2 separate regions of the Mus musculus genome follow, and region 2 is linked to region 1. A link is a contact called in public ChIA-PET data. All regions are on one chromosome and are shown on one strand. Each heading gives the region's core, a stretch centred on a gene start, on an enhancer-like site or on the middle of the called end of the contact. The rest is flanking DNA. Distances are from core to core; before and after follow the strand shown. Region 1 has its middle 7.2 kb from the start of Gm38543. Region 2 overlaps Ttll5 (tubulin tyrosine ligase-like family, member 5).

Region 1 (4,756 bases), core at 1,146-3,645:
ATGTTGCTTTTAGTTCATGGCTACAGTTTCCAATCCTCTGGGCTCTTACGTTATGGTTTCTGGTTTCGCTGTGGTCACACACATCTCTCCGCTGTTCTAGTGGAACAGTGAGCTGCAGGGATACCCCCACAGACAGACCAAGGAGGATGGGCACAACTCTATGTCATTTTGTTGATTCTGCCCACCTCATGGGTTGAGAAACCAAGGCTTACTACAAGTAAAATATATGAATTAGGGTCACATGGGTAGGAAGGTGCAGAGCCTGGCTTCTCATGTGACTGCTACAACAGGGGCTCCTTTGCCAAATTATGCAGTACCATATATACCACACACTTTCTTCTTTCTACACCCTCTTTGAGCTCTGATTTGCCCCCTTCCTGCTACATCCCTACCTCCGATATTATTTGTGCTCTTCCCATCTGTTGCACACATGTGGGTATGGGCATGACAATACACACACACACACACACACACACACACACACACACACACAATTTCACTGTTTTGGTGCTCCAATCTAGAATAGTCAGTCCAACATCCTTATGAAAAAAGAGATTATTTTTTTGAAGCATGGTCTCAAGTGCCCCCAGGCTGATCTCAAACTTACCAAGTAGCTAACAGTGTCCTTGAATTCCTGACTCTCTTGCTCCACCTCCTAAGTTCTGGAACTAAAGTCTTGTGGCACTATGTCTGGAAAAACCACTCTGGATTTTGTCTGGACCACTGACCTTGGTTCTTATTGGTCAGCATCTTGTACTGTGGGCTTTACTGACTGTATAGACTGCCTTCTAACTAAGCAACAAGCCTTAGGAGTCAAGGCTACTCTGCATTCCTCTTTGTGTCCCTCTAGCCTCAGCCTAGAATCAGGCACACAGTAGGTGCTAATTAAAAGTCTGATTAGGGCAGGAGAGAAGGCTCAGCAGTCAAGAGCACTTGCTTTAGGGTTAGGGCTAGGATTAGGGCAAGAGTTAGGGTTAGGATTAGGGTAAGGGTTAGGCATAGGTGTAAGGTTAGGGTTAGAGTTAAAGTCAGGGTTAGGGTTTGCTGTTCTTGCGGAGGACTCAAGTTCAATTCCCAGAACTTATATAGAGCAGCTCACACCTTGCTGTAATTCCAGCTCCAGTGGATCTTATGCCCTCCTTCAGCCTCTAAGATCACTCCATGATTGTAGTGCTCATACGCATATATGAATATATATGCATATATGAATAGTCAGATGCATATACATGCACATGACAGATGCACATAAGAATTTATATAAACAACTTCAAGAGATATATGCCAAACATGTACTCTACACAGGCTGTTTTCGGCAAGCAGGACTCATTCTTAGCCCAGGTACCCTGTCTTGGAACCCTTTTGGAAATGCCTTCTCGATAAATAGGTGATCCATGAGAATTTAATGAATGGAAGAATGAGCCACCACCTCGGTCATTTGAGAGTTTGGTGCTCTAGTCTCTTTCATTGCTGTGACAGCGCACTCTGACAGCAAGCATCTTGTTGAAGAAAAGGTTTCTTTCATTGAACACTTCCAGGCCATCACTGAGGCAACTCCAGTCGGGAACCTGGAGGCAAGATCCAAAGAGAAATGTGGCTTGCCTGTTGAATCATACCTGACAGCTTCATTTTACAGCCCAGGAACACATACATGGACAGGAAGTGGCATTGTTCACAGTGAGCTGGATCCTCTGGAAATCAATCAACAATCAAGAGAGGTCTCCTTTCCCCCCCCCCCCCCTCCACCGCCCAGACAGCCCCAGATTTAGCCAATCTGATTTAGCCAATTCTTCGATGATTGAGGTTCTCCTGTCTGATGACTCTAGCTGGGTCAAGCTGACAGTTAAAGCTAAGTAGGACAGTTGGGCAAATTATAACAGCACCTCCAAGATGCCTCTGTTCCCTCATGCATACAGCAGAAGTGCTTCTTAGAGAGGTTGTGCTAGAACTCACAACAGTCCCTGAAATGGGATAGGTACCGCAACTACCACTGTCCCCATCAGTACATTGTAAACCTTCGTGGGAAATGATCCCAGCATCTCAGAAACGGAGAGGAGATGGCCACAAGTCTGATGGGCGTAGTGAGGTGGAAAATTGCTGCCTGAGCGGATGAAAACATCGACGGCCCCCCTCCCCCGCCCCGCCTCCACCCTTCCTCCTACTGCTATTTGCTGGGGTTTAGGTTTTGTTTTGTACTTGCTTGTGGCCAACTTGGAACCCCCATGGTGTCTCCCTTTGGAACCCTAAGAACAGTTGCTGCAGGGGCCCCGCTTTTCCTTTCTTTATTAAGAAAAGGAAACAGGAAATTGAATGTAAAAACCCTCCAACTGTTAGAGTCACACAGAAGTTGTGAATGTAACCACACCCCCGCCAGGAAATGAAAGTACAGTTGTCACCGTGATGTTCCTTGCCTTTCGTCGCCCACTTGGTGTTTTTCAGATTTGAGTTAGATAGTGGAGATGAAAGGGCTGAACTTTGGGCAGGAGGGCTATCACTGGGCCATTGCGGACTGGAGCACTGATTTGATATGCTATAAAAAGAGAAGTATCAACACAGTTCTTTCAGATGTCACCTACTGGAGGGAAGAGGGGACATGGCAGATTCTGACCTGTTAATATGTGTGTTTGTTTTGGCCCATGTAGCATGTTTTTAAATCCCTCGGCGTTTAAAAACAGAGGCTGTAAGCACGTTCATGCAAAGACTTGGAGTCCGGATTCACGCATGGGCCTTGTGGGGGGAAAAGCAGCTGCCCAGCAGCGATGTGGGGGCGGGGCGGGGCTAATGCAGGGATCTATTCCTTTGTGCTATCTGCCTGAAGTCAAGGGGTGTTTGCAATTTCAGGCTTTTATCACGTGTGAGGGAAAGGCAGACACAAAGCTGCTATTCCCCAGGACAGAGATGGAAGCCTTTGACACCCCAAGTCTGTATACTCCATCCTTGGTTTTGGCTTATCCAATGTGGTTCCTCTGATTCTAAGTGATTGGTCTGCTACCCTAAAGACAACTATGTATTTTCCTAGCCTGAGCATAATGAAAACTATGGCATTTTCTTTGTTGTTGTTGTTTAAATTTGATCTATCTATCTATCTATCTATCTATCTATCTATCTATCTATCTATTGTGTGTGTGTATGTGTGTGTATGCATGTGAAGGTCAGAGGACAACAATAATTGGTTCTTTCCTTACACTATGTAAGTCCTAGGAATAAACTCTGGATGTCAGGCTTGGTGACAGTGAGCCATGTTGCTGGCCCTTGTTCGGTTCCTTACATTTTTCTAGATTCTTTTATTTTATGTGTATGAGCGTTTAGCCTGCATGTACATACACACCCACACACATGTACACACATACACCCCACATGTGTGCTTCATGCCTACAGTTGTCAGAAAAAGACTTTGAATCTCCTGGAGGTAGAGCTACAGATCAGTGTGAATCTCCATGTGATGTGGGTGATGGATATTGAAACTGGGTCTTCTGCAAGAAGGACAAACGCTCTTAACCACCAAGCCATCTCTCCAGGGACTCATTTGGTTATGTTGATATAACAGTCATGCTATGTAGCCCAGGTTGACCTTGAATTCTTCACCCTCTTGGGTGCTGGGATTATGGGTATTTGTCACCATGTTTGGCTGTATTAGACCTCTTGCTTTGTCATCTAACACTCATTCCTGCTTCTTCTGCAACTGGACTCCAGTTATCTTTCAGGCAATCACCCACTTTTGTCTTAGTCTCTGCAGTACATCAAGGTGACTATATGGCCTGCCTCCCCAGTAGATATACAACAAAGGTATGACCAATCAGATCCTTGCTCAATTTTCCAACCATAGTGATTGGTTCAGATATGGGCACATGACCGTGGTGAGTCCTACTGATACCTTGCGTGGAGAGAAGAGGTTCTTACCCTAGCCTAGAATAGAGGAGGCAGTGATGTTCTTACACTAGCCTAGAACCTGGAGCATGGAGCCTTAGAGTTGCCATGGGTCACCTAACAGGAGGAGGCTGAGAGTTACTCCAGCTTGCCAAGGAGATTTGCTGAGAGAGAAGGACAGGCCCTGGATCTCCTTGAAGCAGCCAGGCCTGGACAATTCAGTTCTATGAGGGGCTTCTTAGAGAAACTAGGCTGACCCTTTCTTTGTAAGTCTCCTACCTGAAGTCACCCTGGGAAGCAAACGTGGCGGAAGCAGGAGACAGGACACTTGGGTACTCCCCGACGACCCATTTAATTTCAACCAAGGCCTCCGGAGAGCAAAAAGACCTCTATGTTCTTTTTCCTTTCTTTTTTAATTATATAATTCATTCCTATTTTAATTGCAATAATAAAAAAAAAATAAAATCACACAAACAAAAAAGGTAGTGTTCCCCTCTTTCCCCTCCAAGCCACTCTCTAGAGATTTGCTATGTAAACGATGGTTACTATTGTAACTATGGTTACTAATAATGTTGTTTTAAAAATTACCACTTCTGCAAAAATAAAAACTTGGCACTTACATTTACCTACTGGGTCCTAACTCCATCCTAAGGACCTGTCATTTCTCATTTGGGCTTTGTTGTGGCTCACACTGACTATTTGAGGTCCACACAGAAAGAACGCATGGCATAGAAAGGGTTAAGTTGCAACTCTAACAGAAATGAAATCATCTGACTTCAGAGCCCAGGTTCCTTCCCTGTCACTTAGCTCCAGTGGATGGTGAGACACTTAGCCGAAGATGCCCGTTTGTGCATATTTAACTAAACCACCGTGGGCCGATGTTACACATTCT
Region 2 (4,756 bases), core at 986-3,485, 520 kb before region 1:
ACTGCCCCCGCCTATGAGGATAATGGAAGACAGCGAGTAAGCATGAGAACTGGGTTGGCTCCATCTGAAGAGAGGAAATCTGGACAACTGCTGGCTCCTGCCTTATCATTCTGCAGGCATGAGAATGCGCATCAGCTCCTCAGTTCCTCTGAGTCACACCCTGTGACACCTGTAACCCTGCAGACAGATGGCATGGGCTGTTAGCCCTGTCTCCTCAGCACGCACTCAATACAGAAGTGGGGCCCTAAGCATAGCATGCTCATTTTCTCCTAACAACAACTGTGAAAAAGATACATTTACCTAGATCTTAGAGATAAGAATATTAGCTTCAAAAACATATCCTGCTGAAAGAGTGGCTAAAAAAGAGGAATCCAAATTGGTTTATCTCTAAAATACATAGCCTCAAGCATTAAGTCATAATGTTTTAATGTGAGACTTCAGGATTTAAAAATAAGAGATTCTGAAATTACTCAAGCCAGGCTATGGTGCAAAAAAATGATATACTTATTTACCCCAATTTTTTCTTAAGGATATGCTTCAGAGAATATTCTGTCTCTCTTGGTGTGTGTGTGTATGTTTTGTGTGCACGTGTATGTGTGTGTACTGTTAAGAGGCTAAACATCAGAATCTTGACAGAGGGTGCAGCCTTTCCAGATGAAAGGTCAGAATTTAGAGAAAGGAAGACATCAAGAAAAAGGGTGCCATGGGCTGAGGGTCATTGGATTTGGGGAACATCTTACAGAGAAGCCAGGGCAGGGAGAGGGCAGGAGAAGTTGGCACACTGATGAAGGTGAGTGCTTGGCTGAGGAAGAAAGGAGGGGGGCACAGTGCCTATGTGATGACTGGGGAGACGGTGGTCACACTGAGGAGTCTGCTCCAAGGACAACGGCAGCTGCCCTCAGCTCAGAGCCTGGCAGGCAACTCTGCTGGTAAAAGACCTGAGGGTTAAAAAGGGAGCTCAGCCAGGTGTAACAGGAAAGGGAGGCAATAGAAAACAATGGCCTCACAGGTCTGAGAGGAGGAGCTGGCAGGCCTTAGGAGAGTGATGATAGGAAGTACCTGGAATGGACCACTCCAGGCTTTAAACACTTGCCAAGCTAACCTAGTAACTCTACACTGCTCAGTGCCTCAGCAGGGAGATTAGTCTGTACATTAGCAGCATAAATAAACAGGCTGCTTTACAGGGAACCCTGAGTGGGCAGGGCTTTAATGCTAAAAGAATATTCATGGATAGGATCTCCTTAGAACCTTTAGAACCTCCATCGCTTTTCCATGGTAAAGTTTGGCTTCTATTTTGTCTGGTGCTTTGCCCCAAGTCAGGAAGTCCTAGGCAGATCTGGGCTTGGCTCCCAGGTCTTCCCAAGTCCTACTCCAGGGTTCTCTGGGCACATATAAAATACAACCCTTTCCTTCAACAAGCTTACATCTCAGGAATGGAAAACCAAGGTAACTCTGCAAGGGAAGGTATGCTGAACCCCACACGAGTGGAATCCAGGGGCAGCAGCACAGCTTGGAACGGCTGAAGCCTGGGCAGAGAAAGGGATAGCTCAGCAGGAGAGCAGAGGCAGAGAACAGGGTGGACTGCACCTGGCCTCTTGGACCTACTCCATCCCTGTCCCCAGCACAGTTTCGGCTACGAGTCAACACACATCTACTGCTGGCATTGAGCTAGACGAGGAGGAGCCAGGGCCAGCACAGTTAGAGTTCCTTGCTGGGAGTCATCAGGGAGAGGAGTGATAGATATAGTTCAGTGATGTCTATCACTATCTCAAGTGCAGGAGCCCAGTCTGCCCAAGAAATGCAGGACCTCCAGGTCTCCAGACCTGACCATGCTCCATTCTAGAAGAAAAGGCTCCGCTTCTCTTACAGCAGGTGGTAAGAACAGGACAGCCAAAAGGGAGGGTGGGGCACTCAAGGGACTATTTTTCAGCAGAAGAGTAGCTAACTGGTAAAGCCAATAGGTGTTTCGCCCTGAACTCCACAATCTCATACTTAACCCTCCCCAAATACCTCTAAGCTCTTCTATGTATACTATGCACATATCATAAAGAAATATGCAATGGGGGACCATACAGAGTCGGCAGAGTGCTGAGACAGCATGCCTGGCAGCTGCTGAGACAAAAACTTCAAAGCTCTGGCTTCTTTGAAAACCTATCAGGCAGGACCCCACCCATTCCCCTACTAGCCACAGCTTCCCTGGGAGCCAGTGCGAGAAACCACTTCCGCAGGTTTGGCTGCGTTCCCCAGGGCTGGAGCTTTAGAAGCCATGTCATGACTGCCAGCCAGGCAGGTGGGGAATGGGGTGAGGCAGTGGGGTGGACAGGAAGCAAGATCTCCCCCAGCATCTAGCCGTGGACTGCTCAGAAAACAAAGTGCTAACACTTTGAAAGTTCTTCCTGTCAGGTGGTCCAGCTCCAGACTGGTTAGCCACTAGTAACCCTGAAGCTCTGCCTTTTGAGATTTCCAAGGCTTTAGAAAATTCGCCCCTCCCAGGACCACAAATTAGTTCAAGAGCAGCATTTGCGGTAAATGGCCAGATCTAAACAAGAGAGGCTCAAGTCTACATAAGATCCTGAGAGGATAAGCAAGAATATGCCTTTCTTTGAATTTCATTTCTTTTTATTTTTCTGACTAGTTTGGGGCTTTAATTAGTCTCTGGGGTCTGTGTTGCTCTAAATGGGAGCCACAAGCTACATGTGTCTTTTGAGCTTTTACTTAAGGCTAATGAGACTAAAAAATAAAACTTACTAATTTTTTTTTGAAATAAGGTTTTATATAGCGCAGGTGAGCCTTGATCTAGCCATTTAGTGGAGGGTGACCTTGAACTTAGATTTAAGTACCCAAGTATAGCTTGTGACAACCATACTGGGCAATTCTGGCCTCCCTTAGGGACCCTCTGAGCTTCACTGAACACTACTTGGGGGGTGGGGGGAAGGCTCTATTCAGAGACAAAGATACAAAGCATTGGTTGGCTCCATTCTTCCAAATCTTTCACGAGACTGTGGGCAGCGGGGTGAGCACGCAGACTACCACCACACATGGGAGAGCACATGTGTAGAAGACCCAAGTTTAGATCTCAGCAACTGCATCAGGCAGCTTGTAAGAGCCTGTGACTTGAGTTCTAAGAGATCCAAGTCCCTCAGCCGATAACCACACATGCATGTAGTCATTAGAATGTACATACCATATACACAAATAAAAATAAAGTCTTTTTTAAAAAAAGGGCAGAGGTGTGGTGACCTGACAATATGCATTCCCTGCACGTCACTCACATAGGGGAGGCCAGAAAGCATGTGTAGCGAAGGACCAAGGAGAAAGGAGCACCTTCAGTCAGAGGCACACATTCAGCAGATGCTACAGCTTCTTGCCACGAGGCATGAAAGAGGCTGGGAATGAAGGGTGTGCACAGATGGCAGGCCACTCAAGCATCTGCTAGAAATGGCTTCTAAGAGTCCTGCTGGTTCTACTGAATGGGAGATGGTGACAGGAGCAAGGAGCCTGTGCATCTCACCTCCACACTCAGCTCCATCCTCCCACTGCAAAAGGCCTCGTGCTTGCTGGGCACTTCTGATTTTAGATAACTAGGAGAAATCAAATAAGGACCAAAGGAAAGGGCCTAGTGTGGTAGCTCATACCTGTAATCCTAGCATTAGGGAGTCTGAGGCAGGAGGATTATTGGGAGTGTTAGACCAGTCTCATCTCAAACAAAGATAAAATATAAAAAAGACCAGATTCAGTGAGTTGAGACGTGGGGTCTGAGAGAGAGTTTCCTAAGCTCAGGGAATCAATCAGAAATTTTTATCCTCCTGTGTTCAATTCACTAAAAAGATGGGCTCTGGTACAATTTACTGAAGGGCCAACCTGTGGGAACTGCACATTTGCAAGCCATCTACTCAGTGTGGAGGAAACCAGACCTTCCTTCCAACCACCTGTCTTAAGAGGAGACCAGAGGACAAGGAGATGAGAGACCTGTGAGGTTTGCTTGGGTAGAGTCCAGGGAGGCTGAGGAGCTCTGCCCTAAGAGGCACTGGGCTAGGACAGAAAGGTGACTCACCCTTCAGGGAAATGGTGACAGAAAGAGGAATTCAAGAGTGACAAAGGTGACATGAAGATGCAAAACATACAGTAGGCTTAATTTTTCCTTTAAAATAACTATTTAAGCTGGGCAGTGTTGGCACACACCTTTAATCCCAGCACTCGGGAGGCAGAGGCAAGCGGATTTCTGAGTTTGAGGCCAGCTTGGTCTACAGAGCAAGTTCCAGCACAGCCAGGGACTATACAGAGAAACCCTGTCTCAAAAAAACCAAAACCAAAACCAACCAACCAATCAAACAAACAAACAAAAAAAAACCCAAAAAAACAAAAAACCCAACAACAACAACAACAAAAAAACCTATTTAATAATTCTTTTACCTTACAAAACATATAGATATTGTGAATGGCTGAGTGAAATCACTTAACAGACATGCCTTATTCTGAATACTTTTAAATTTTACTTGGTGAGAATAATTTAAATCTCCTAGCCTGTGGATCTGAGTTCAATCCCTGTTATAGATGGTGGGAGGCAAGAACTAATGCTTACAACTGTAACCTGCATGCCAGCACATGTATGCGCACACACACAATAAACAAAATGCACTTAAGAAATTAACTACAGTCACTCTTTTTCATCAATACTTTTTAAATAAAAAGAACACAATTATTTTGTCACCAGGCACGGTAGTGTACACCTTTAATCCTAGTAGTCGGGTGCCAG

What was found. ChIA-PET counts read pairs in DNA pulled down with a chosen protein or histone mark.
Region 2: an RNA polymerase II ChIA-PET map of memory CD8 T cells shows a contact between it and region 1, with 12 read pairs. The contact joins two enhancer-like sites. A contact is called at or near these places in 2 of 115 datasets of contacts at active chromatin or transcription factors (memory CD8 T cells and pancreatic cancer cells).

What each region holds. Positions count from the first base shown.
Region 1 is chr12:85,442,445-85,447,200 of GRCm38.p6, reverse strand. No RefSeq gene overlaps it. Among named protein-coding and RNA genes, the nearest start is that of Gm38543, 7.2 kb to the left of the region's middle. Within about 2 kb of position 2,395, at least 75 of the 459 cell types and tissues checked have an H3K27ac peak or open chromatin away from gene starts, as enhancers often do. A contact at or near this core is called in memory CD8 T cells, where this site is marked.
Region 2 is chr12:85,967,255-85,972,010 of GRCm38.p6, reverse strand. The region is part of intron 29 of Ttll5 (tubulin tyrosine ligase-like family, member 5); the gene reads right to left. Among named protein-coding and RNA genes, the nearest start is that of Gm51989, 28 kb to the left of the region's middle. Within about 2 kb of position 2,235, at least 117 of the 459 cell types and tissues checked have an H3K27ac peak or open chromatin away from gene starts, as enhancers often do. A contact at or near this core is called in memory CD8 T cells, where this site is marked.